Linked DNA regions of Anser cygnoides: all the other regions are linked to region 3. A link is a contact called in public Hi-C data. All regions are on one chromosome and are shown on one strand. The core of a region is the stretch at or near the end of the contact, and the rest is flanking DNA. Distances in the headings are between cores, read along the strand shown. Region 1 holds the start of BFAR (bifunctional apoptosis regulator). Region 2 holds the start of ZC3H7A (zinc finger CCCH-type containing 7A). Region 3 holds the start of LITAF (lipopolysaccharide induced TNF factor).

Region 1 (3,496 bases), core at 549-3,048, 180 kb before region 3:
GGAGTCTGGCAATTATTCATCACAAGTAGTTTCTATCTAATTTATAGTAATTTGAACTACTGTTTGATGCTACACATCTTTTCTCATTGCTGGTCTAATGTCCAGTTAATCACCTCAGATTTACTTTTGGATTTTTTTGAAACAAAAAGTTTGTCCCAAGCTACAGAACTAAAGGTCGAATAGATGAGAGTCATTTGTCTTCCTTTGTTTTTCTGAGAGGGTCTGCTCTGGAGAAAAATGAAATTCTGCATGACTGTTGACAGCCTAGGCTGCTTGTTCTTTGATCCACTTTTGGAACATTCTCCTCTTAACTGTTTTCCTATACAAAGTTTATTGCAATAAAAAGGAAATGCTATTAGGTGTTAAAAAGAATTTATAATTCTTATGATATTTATTCAAGTTTTAATATCAATTATTGTGTAATTGTCCTTAATGTTTCAGAGGCATACATCTTCACTTCTGTTTAGTTTCAGAAGATAACATATTTACAAAATGAAATAAGTACCTACCTGATTTTTTTTCCATGTATACATTAAAGCAACTGCACTTATGAAAATATAGCTTGTAATCTTAGTTCCTCAAAGCTCCCATTTTTTAATGACATAGGAAAAGATTGGCTGCTTTCCAAATGACTGAGTAATCTTGAGAGAGAGCAGGGCAAACAGCTAATTACAAGGTTACATTGCTTTTTTTTGCTATGAAGCATTGGAAGTTAGCTGGTACAGACTTACCATTTACTCTGTGCTGATAGTGGAATTCTTCATTTTTATTTGACTAAAGCTGAAATCTGCTTTGGAGTCCAAAATCATTCCTATGATCCCTGAACCATTGTAACTAAAATTGTGTTTAAAAAATCTAGCAATGGTGTGTATGCTTGAACATATATGCCTACTTATTCCATGTCAATGGAAATTTGTTTAGTACCTTTAATATATCACTTTAAAGAAGGTCAGAATTGGATGCTCCTTTTTTAATCAGAAACAGATCCAAGCAATAATAGCTGCAATATTGCTAATGGAACTCCACTTGCATGTGAAGAAGCAATAACTGGTAAGTAAACCAAATAAATATGCAAGTGTGGTATACAAGTATTGGATTGTTGCTCAAAGAGTTATGAACTTCTCATCTGTGTGTTTTTCTGTCCCGGAAGAAATCAGATTAGAATAGTTCTAGAGCAAACAAAAATAGGACTGTGCATGTGTCAGCACAGGAACAATTGGCCTCTGGAGACACCTGGATAATACGGGAGAGGAAGCAATGAGAGACTATTACTTTCATTATTGAAATAGGCTGAACTAGTGGTAATGTTCGATATCTGGTTTGGGTACCTCAGATGTCATTTGAACTGGATTTGTAGGTTGTGCCAAGCTGAACATGAACAAAATCTTTATGAAAATGTTACTTCATATCACACAGTGAAAAATACATTTCAACCCTACTTAAAAAATCAATTTGTTTTGGACTCTAGTCAAAACGAAATACAGTAAGGGAACAGAGACTGATATAAATATTTGTGAACGTGTGTTATATAGAGAAATACTCTCAAATGTAGTAAAAATAGCCCGTGTGAGCCAACTCACTGCAGTATGCATTAGCGCTGCTGTTGAACAAGCCTCTAGAAGCCTAATTGACCTCTGCAATTAGCCCTCTAGATCTCAACTTGTAAAATAAACCTCGGACCACGTTTCCGTGAAGGAAGATGAGCGTGCAAACGTGCGTTCAGCAAACGCAGCCCGACTCACGAGTGTAGGAGCGCGTTAAGACCGCGTAGCGGTGCCCTAGCATGGCGCAGCGCGGGGCTTAAAACGACACGAGTCGGGCCGGGCCTGGGCCTGACGAGGAGCGCTGGGTAGCGGAGCCGGCCGCGCCCTGAGGGTGCTGCGAGCTCTGAGGGGGCCGGGGTTAGCGGCGCGGCTCGTACCCGGTGAAGGGAAGGCGGGCTTGAGGCGTGTCCGCCCCGCCTGGCGCCGCTCCGGGGCGGGAGGAACAGAAGGTCGACCTGGGCCCGGGCCTCGGCTGAGGTGGCAGCGCCGAGGCGGTAGGGAGTGGGCGGGTAGCGGGGAAGACGCCGGGGAAGCTCTGGGGCTCCTGCCGGGTGCTGAGGTGAGGTGGGTCTGCGGAGAACCCCGCTGCCTCTCCCTTTTAGAAAAGGAGGAGGAGGACGTTTTCAGACGCAAAAGCTTGGTTTGGTTTCTTCCTCTTGGAAGTGATGTGTCGCTTGCTTTACGTAGCAAGCCGACAGCTTGTGCTTGGCTGGGAAGAGAAGTGGTGGTGAGCGCTCTCGGGAGCCTGGCTGCGCTATCGGTATGTAGCGCTGTACTGCTTGTCGGGCTTCATTATTCTTTTTTCTTACAAACTTGCATGCTTACTTCTTGTGTTGGGTCTAGTCTGGATGGAAAGATGGTAACCCGGTAGTGAGCAGCAGTCAGATGGGGGAGAGCATAAGCGTATATAAGTTTGTTAATGCCTGAGGGGAAAATCCTTCAGCCCTTGGTCCTTTCTAACATGTAATGATAAGTCATCTGGATCAATGTGTGTCCTAAGAAACTAGATACGACCAGTTGACAGAGTGTAGTAGGAACATAAATAGGATGATATTTTTGGCAAGCTGGGGGGGAAACTTACACTGGAAAAAATGTGGAAATCTTACACTTTTCTCAGCTCTGCATTTTCAGAAATACCAGCAATGGGTAATTACTAGTAAAGAAGTTAATACAGAGCTCAGTCCTTCACTGAGATGGCAAACAGAACAATCCCTTATAATTTTGAGGCTTGTGACTTCATGAACTGGGGGTTTTTACATTGCCTAGCATTGGTCTTTGTTAAATTTTATTCCATATACTTGTAAAGAATAGTGCCAGAGTAAATTAGATCAAAATGTTGCATGTATTCTGGTGTTGGTTTTATTTTTTTATTCTCTCCTGGTATTTTCTAATGATGTTTCTTTTGATTGATTGGCCAAAATAAGATGGGCGTCTGAATCGGAGAATTGGTGAGGTTTTTGGTTTCACTTTCATGTGCTACCTAACACTGGAAAAAAACATACAGGGAGACTGAGCTCAACACTTTACATCTAGAGTCTGATTTTGATTGTAGTTTGCAATAAATACATATTTTTTGAAAAAGTAGATCATGTGTCATTTTGGGAAGAGTTAAGTTAGTTAAAAAGTTTAAAACCATCAGAGTGACAGATGTTACGATGATAAAATAAACTTGCAATTCTAAACATATTTAGTAACTTTCTTTTCTTATTGAGACTTGTCTTGTTGCTTTGCAGAAGTAATGCTGTACCAGATTTGAAGATCTGAGAGAGCTTTTGGTTTGCATAAGGTATAAAAGAAAATGGAAGAAGATGAGACTTCACAAGGTGAACCTGAGAGGGCAGAAGTTAAAGCACATGCTACCCCTGAAATCAGTCGGCGAATATCAGTTAGTGAGTTCCATTGCCATTGCTGTTATGACATTCTGGTTTATCCCACCACCCTGAACTGTGGAC
Region 2 (3,271 bases), core at 636-3,135, 140 kb before region 3:
CAGGTTATGTAACAGGAGTAATTATCACCTGTTAACTCGTGACAATAAGTCAGTTCAAGATGGTTGAAGTATAACTACTATTCTATTCCTCTGAGTTACTATACCATAAAATCAATTTAAACAAATGAAAATAATTATGTTATATACTTTCAGTTTATATAAAAGCAAAATATATTATTTCCTCAAAAACTTGGTTTTGGGTCAATGCCTTGCCATATACTCCTGTTATTTTGCACACCTGGTACATAACACGAAACCACGACTCCAAAGCTCCCGCTCTCCCAGAGTGCCACTGCTATGCTGCTGGAGCTGCTTTATAGGGTACAATTTGTTTGTAATAAATAAATAAATAAATAAATAAAGTAGTTCAACAACATCATAATTCTAGCACAAAATCTGCTTTGCTTCCTAAGTGTTTGATACATAGGGTGCTCTTACAGCGTTTTCTGTACTTTAATGTCATCACACGCAATTTTCAGCCTCACTTCTGCAGTCCATCCTACACCTGAAACTCTCCCAAATTGGTCAGCCCATAGGTGGAATTCACAGCAAGGCATCTTTTAGTGGTGAGTGGTGTGTACATCATGATTTATGCAATACCCATACATTGAAAGGATTAACGGCTAGGACCAATATTTTTAACGTGCTTCTATCAGCTGAAAGATTTTACCTGAGCTTTGGTTTGTTGTTCTGGATGAGAGCGATTGTATTGCTTGAAGCTGCTCAGTGTTCACACAGTTATAACGTGGGATTGTCTAAGCCGTCTTACCATCTTCATGGTCCAGCTCGTAGTTTATGATCCGTGAGTACAACAACTGTTGTCCTGGGCATGCTTTTTTCCCGCCTCTCACCATCCTTTAGCTTCTGCAGTGAACAACAACCCGATTTTGTGTTCAGTTTTAGAGGGCTTTTAAATTTCATCTTATATACTTAACTCTTTCATGGCTAACTGCTGCAATTAAATTCTCATGCTTAGTTTCAGGAATCGCAACCTTGCATCAGGTTAACCTTGAATCACAAGCTCACATCAGCCAGGTTATCCGGAGGCGATTCAGCTACCGCGGCTTAGAAAGGCCTCAAAGCAACGCTCAGCAATTTATGCTCAGCCTCCCGGCAGTAATTAGAGCAGAGCTGATTGACGCTGCCGAGCCGAGGGCATCTGCCAGGGGCCTGACTGCGCCTGAGGCACCACCGCCCCGTGCACTAGGGGAAGGCCCGGGACGTTTTGCTCTGCAGGGCTCTACCGCACGGATACCTGCCGGCACCGGTGCGCCCTTCGGCACCCGGCGTCAGCGGGGACGCCCCGGCGAGGGGCCCCACAGCCTCCCGGTACTGGGACACGCACGCGGAGCCCCGGCCCCCCGTCAGGTCCCAAGGTGGAAGCGGTGAGCACTCGCGAGGAACGACAACGCAACGGCTCGGTTCACTCGGATTTTATTATTCGGCAAAAAAGAAATAAAAAAAGTTTCCATAAACACGGGCCGCTCCCTCAGGCCGCCGTCCCCTCAAGGATCCCCCAGAGCTCAGCTCCCTCAGGCGCCCCCACCCGAGCATGCGCAGAGGAAGCGCCCAGCGCCCCCCGGGCCGCAGCGGGGGGGTGACGTCGCCGTCGGCCAGCACTCCCGTGAGGCACCGCCGGTAGGCTGCTACGTCACGCTGTACGTCACGCTACTTCCGCGATAGCCGACCGAAGGCCTTAAAGGCACCGCCCCCCCCCGGCAGGCCCTGGCGGCAGCGCGGCGGGGCGAGCTGCGCGCGGCGGAAAAAAAGAGGCGGGGCTTCCCAGCACCCAGCCAATCAGCGCCAAAGCCCCCCCCCCGCGCCGCCACCAATCAGGAGGGTGGGTTTCCCAAACAAGGGCGGCGAGCCAATGGGGGAGCGGGCGGCGCTGGGCGCTGCGGCCAATCGGCGGCCTCCGGGCGGCAGGGGGCGCTTGCGCGGGCGGCGGGGCCGGGCCGGGCCGGGGGAGGTGGAGCCACCGTTGTCGCCGCCGTGGGGGCCGCGGGCAGCCACAGGTAGGGTAGGGTGGGGGGGGGGGGGACGGCACGGGCTGGGCCCGGCTGCGCGGCTCCTTGTCCGCGGGTAACAAAGGCGGCGGGGGGACGCTCGGGCTGGTGCGCCCGTGTGGGGAGCGGGGGGCGCTAGGCCCGCGGGGGTAGCGGGGCGCGGGCAGGCGGCGGGGGGGGGGTAGGGGTAGGGGTAGGGGTAGGGGTAGGGGTAGGGGCAGGGGCAGGGGCAGGGGCAGGGGCAGCCCCGTGGGGCTCGGCCGCTCGGTGGGGCTGGGCCCGGTGCCCGCGCGTCCCGGCCTGTGGAGGGGCTGCGGCTGCCCCGGTCCCGGGCTGGGTCCGGTGCTCGGCGCGATTCGTGCGCGGAGCGTAACGCGCGGCCCCGGCCCGCTGTCCGGCCGCCGGGGGAGTGAGGCGGCGTTACGCCGCTCCTTTGTTCGCCCGCGGGGCTCCGGCGGCTCGGGAAGGCGCGGCGGGCACGGCGGGCGGGCGGTGCCGCGGGGGTACCGGGTGTGGGGCTGCGGGGAGGTACCCGCGGGAGTAACGTGGGGCGAGCCCGGGGGCAGCCTGCGGCGCGCTCCGCTCCGTTCGCGTTACGGGGGCGGTGCCGTGGGGCTGGGGCTGCTCCTGCGGGAAGAAAGCGAGCCCGAGGCTGAGCCGCGTGTCAGGGGTGCCTCCACCGGGGGAGCTGGCCGCGTGGCGCTGGTACCTGCGGAGCGGGGGCCCAGAAGTAACAAAAGCTGCCTGTTCTGCGCTGCTCCCCCTCCTTCCTCTGCCCGTTACCCTGAGCTGCCCGGGGCAGCGCCCGGCGGTGCGTGGCCGAGGCGCCGAGCTCTTCTGTGCCTGCGCTGCCCCAGGAAGATCCTTCTGAAAGCGCTTTGTGTCAAGCTCGCGGCTTCCCCTTCCTCACCGGGGTGCCAACCCGAGCGCGCTGAGCGGTTCAGGCTCTCGGGAAGGGGCTGCGCTTTGTGGTGATCTGCAGTGAGCCGGTTAAACAGCCGGGCGGCGGGATGAGCGACGGGGTGGCTTCGAGCAGCCTGTGTTGGGCCGGGTTCATCCCCCTGGGGCAGGTGCCCGATGTCCAGCCTGGCCCCTGCCGAGGTGGTTTTGCCTCTGTCTCGCTGGGAAGCAGGTAGGGTACGGTATGTGCCCCCGGCTGTGGAGTTGTGCATTTGCAGCTCTGTTTGGATCCCAGCACCCAAACACGCTGTGCTCATTGCCCTGCTCAGAGGTGCCAGGGGTTGTGGCAGAAACAGGCTTCAACT
Region 3 (3,554 bases), core at 223-2,722:
CTGCATCGCCGGAAAAGGACTGGAAAGGGAGGAACTGGTAAATGGTGAGATAGGTGGGCAGGAGGAGGGGTAATGAGAGGAAATACACTTGTGCACTGCTAAACTGATGCTGTTAGTGGCCTAACCACCAAGCTGTATATGGACATTTGGTAAGAAGAGTGGTAGGGCAAAACGGCACAATGTTATTGGGGTCTGCAGAGAGGGGTAAAAGCTGTAGCATGAGGCAGCCTGTGATGAGATGTAAGCAAAAAATATAGCACTGGCAGTAAGAAGGCTTTCAGATGAGGCTCATGCCTTATTGCACCCCAGGAGATGCGTTTAGTCCTGGCTTCTCTCTGCTGTGGCTTCTAAGCTGCTCACATCCACCTGGCAAAGGAAATTCAGTTACAAAGAGCACAATTACTCCAGTTTTAACAAAGCCAGGGCACCAAGGCAGAAATTACACATATCCTGCTTCTGAGATAAATATCATGACCTATAATGTGATTTCTTGACAATGATGAAAAGTTACTCACATCTAAGTCGTGTTCTATCCTCGGGGTCAAACGCTAACAAGCAGGAAGGACTGACTGCTGCCGAATCAAAACAAAAGCAAAACCCACCACTTTTTTTTTTTTTTAACAGAATCAGGGGTGAGGAGTATTCATGCTAGCAGAGCCCTTGTACTTCACTATCTGATCAAAACCCTGCATACACATACCTGTAGGCAATACGGTAGATCCCTCTGACCGCAGAGTTGACTCTTGGGCTTCTCGTCACTTGGAGCGAGTGCACCTTTTGTCCTATGAAACCTGAATCCTGGCCCTGGGATGGACTTGAATTGAATATACGTGTTACTTAGGGCAAGGGCCAAGAAAGGTTTTAAGCACAAAACTAAGACTTTAACAGATTTTAGATACTTTCAGCCAAAAGGCCTACCATAGAGTCCCTGCTGAGCCCTGGGGGGTTGGTGACTCCTTCCAGTCCAAAGCAGATTGAAGCACTTAAATAACAAATCTTGCCAACTGGCTCATTTAAACTGCAGTGGTGAAGCAGAAGCAGCCCTTGGTGAATCCCTTTCAGCGATCTGGCCAGTAATGGTTTCTGTCTTACCTTGGCACATATTTTTGAACTGTTGGGTTGGATGGATGAAGGAACAACAACCTCTGTAGCTTCCAAAGGCTGAATCCAATTAATTGGTTCTAAGAGCCCCAGTTAACGACACTGGATCTGTTGGGAGGTTTCTTTAATAATTTTCTTTCAGTTTTGTCACATGCAGCACTGGCTGAAAGAGATGATCCTGGTAACACAGGCATATCAAGGAATTAGAGGAAGGATTTATTTTTTCCTCCTGTGCTAGGAAACAGGCAGTCTGGCAATGCTGATTACTGGGAAGCTGAGGATCCCTGTGAATCTGGGAACCTGCGCGTAGCCCCTGGGCAAGACCTTCCAGCGGGACGTTTCTCTGAGGAGGCAGCCTCCACTCCCGGCGTCGTGCGTCGAACTTTTCGTGTTTCCTGAGGCTTTTTTTTTTGCATTTCGTTTTCCTTCTCCTCTCGCCCCGCTGCCAGGTGCCGGAGAGGCGGAGCGGGGGCGGCCGGTCCCGGGGCCGGGGGTGTCCGGGGCAAGGTGCGTGATTCGTGCAGCCTCGGGGAAGGGGAGGAGAAAGAGACGGGACGGGACGGGACGGCGGCTCCAGCCGGGCGGCGGGGAGGGCAGGCGGCGACAGCTGCGGAGCGGTAAGGGACGGGCCGGGGGGATCCGGGGCTGCGCGGGCGCCTCTGGAGCCGGGACGGGCGGGAAAGCGCCGGGCCCCTCGGAGGAAGCCGTCGGTGGTCACCGAAGCTGTGGGCAGGGAGAGGAAGAGAAGAAGGGAAAGGAAGAAGGGAAGGGAAAGAAAGGGAAGAAGGGACGGCACCGGGCGTCTCTCTGTCAGGGCCGCTCCCCTGAGGGCGCGGCGCAGCTCAGCTCAGCTCAGCTCCCTGTGGCGCTGGCGCTGCCCCCGCCGCCTCGCCGGGTGCGTGGCCGTGTTTACTTTCTGCCTTACCAAACCTGAAGTGTGTAGCCTCCTCTTCTCAGGACCACGGGATGCCTAATGCGATTTCTGGTCTCTTAGTGTTTTATTTGCTAGTGTTTTGTTGGTAAATCCAGTGTGACTCCAATGGCACTGGTTGTCTTACTGAAACAATAATGTATTGAACTTTTTGTTTGTTTGTTTTTTCCCCTTAAAGTATAACAGAGTTTTATTCTTTCACAAACATCTAAGAAATCTGCGTGACTTTAACGCGCTGTTTCTCAGCAGGTTGGTGAGTTAGGAAGCTGTTGTCTGGAGTTCAGGTAACCAAGATGGTGGCCCCAGCAAGTGCTGTGCTACAGCTTGCTGCTGCGTGCTGCAAAAATCCCGAGTGCTCCCATAAACCTGTATATCCTGCCTGATTGTTTAAAAAAAAGATTAGCTGTCAATCTGCCTTTTGTTCCGGGTGCTGTTGATCAGCAGCTGTCTTCAGCGCCGCTGTGACAGAGCCCCTGTAATTAGTCATGGTGTTGGAGAGCAGCCTGGGGTTTCTAGCAATGGGAACTGAGGAGGAATAGTGCAAACAGATTAATCCTGCCAAATCTTAGCTAAAGAATAAGGGAAGGATAACAGTGTATTTACTTGGCCAGGCTGGGTTAGGAAATCTGTTTTCATAAGCCTTTATTTTCGGTGTCTTTACGCTAAGTAGAGAGGTGGGTTATTACCTTCTCTTTCTCTTGTCCCCAGGCTAATCTTCAAGCTGGATTGCAAGACACATGTTTGCGCTGGGCGTATGAAGTAATAGTTCAAATATTTCTTTAGGGTTGACGTTTAGAGCAAGAGGGACATCAGCAAAATTCTGTTGACAAGCTGAAGTTGTGGTTGCATCCACAGTGATTAATCTTTTGATGAGATTGTCTTTTAGTCCTGATGTCATCTTGTTCTTTTTTAAAGAATTTCCATTAGAAATAGAAATTCTATTCTAATTTCCATTAGAAATTAGATAGATGTATTAATGGGACTGATACTTGGTTTTATTTTTACACTGTTTGTTTTAGTACTTGATAGTTATCTGTGCCTCAGAATTGAAATGTCCTCCTTAGTTAATTAAAAAAAAAGGGGGGGGGGGAGAAGAAGAAAAGGAAGGCATAGGAGACGTCATTGTTCCAGGGATGCTGCTGTTAAGACCTGGAACCTGTTTGCTTCTGTCTTGTAGGGTGGAGGGAAGCAAAAAAGGATAGATATCATTTTTAAATAGAACCACCTGCCCCAAATTAGTCAGTGGTAAGAACTGAAAAATGCAACGTCATTTGAAAATAAGTATTGACCATAAGTACTGAGACTTAGAAGAATTTGTGCTAGAAATTATGGTCATGAGCATTTTGAAATCTATTAAAAGGCGTTGATTTCTTCGACCTTGTTTCCTCAGGAAAGCAGAGATGGGGATTGTCTTCAGTTGTGCAGCATCTGCCACGCAGCAGGAACTGTGACTGGGGGCAGTTGATCAGCATTCAGATCTGTAGCTTACTAAGAAGGGGAAACATTTTTTTTCTTTTTTCTA

Evidence for each region. Hi-C and Micro-C count contacts between places; a contact is called where the count stands out from the background.
Region 1: a Hi-C map of liver shows a contact between it and region 3, with 2.6 times the contacts expected there. The contact joins the promoter of BFAR here to the promoter of LITAF in region 3. A contact is called at or near these places in 2 of 7 Hi-C or Micro-C datasets (both in liver).
Region 2: a Hi-C map of liver shows a contact between it and region 3, with 5 times the contacts expected there. The contact joins the promoter of ZC3H7A here to the promoter of LITAF in region 3. A contact is called at or near these places in 2 of 7 Hi-C or Micro-C datasets (both in liver).

What each region holds. Positions count from the first base shown.
Region 1 is chr15:18,046,717-18,050,212 of Taihu_goose_T2T_genome, reverse strand. It overlaps BFAR (bifunctional apoptosis regulator), which reads left to right and starts at 1,798. Exons shown (of 8, transcript XM_013189502.3): 1 at 1,798-2,021; 2 at 3,278-3,496. The coding sequence starts at 3,343.
Region 2 is chr15:18,006,590-18,009,860 of Taihu_goose_T2T_genome, reverse strand. It overlaps ZC3H7A (zinc finger CCCH-type containing 7A), which reads left to right and starts at 1,885. Exons shown (of 23, transcript XM_048052257.2): 1 at 1,885-2,015. PLA2G10 (phospholipase A2 group X) reads right to left here and starts at 3,256. Exons shown (of 8, transcript XM_066977981.1): 1 at 2,716-3,256; 2 at 671-864.
Region 3 is chr15:17,863,528-17,867,081 of Taihu_goose_T2T_genome, reverse strand. It overlaps LITAF (lipopolysaccharide induced TNF factor), which reads left to right and starts at 1,472. Exons shown (of 5, transcript XM_048053758.2): 1 at 1,472-1,608.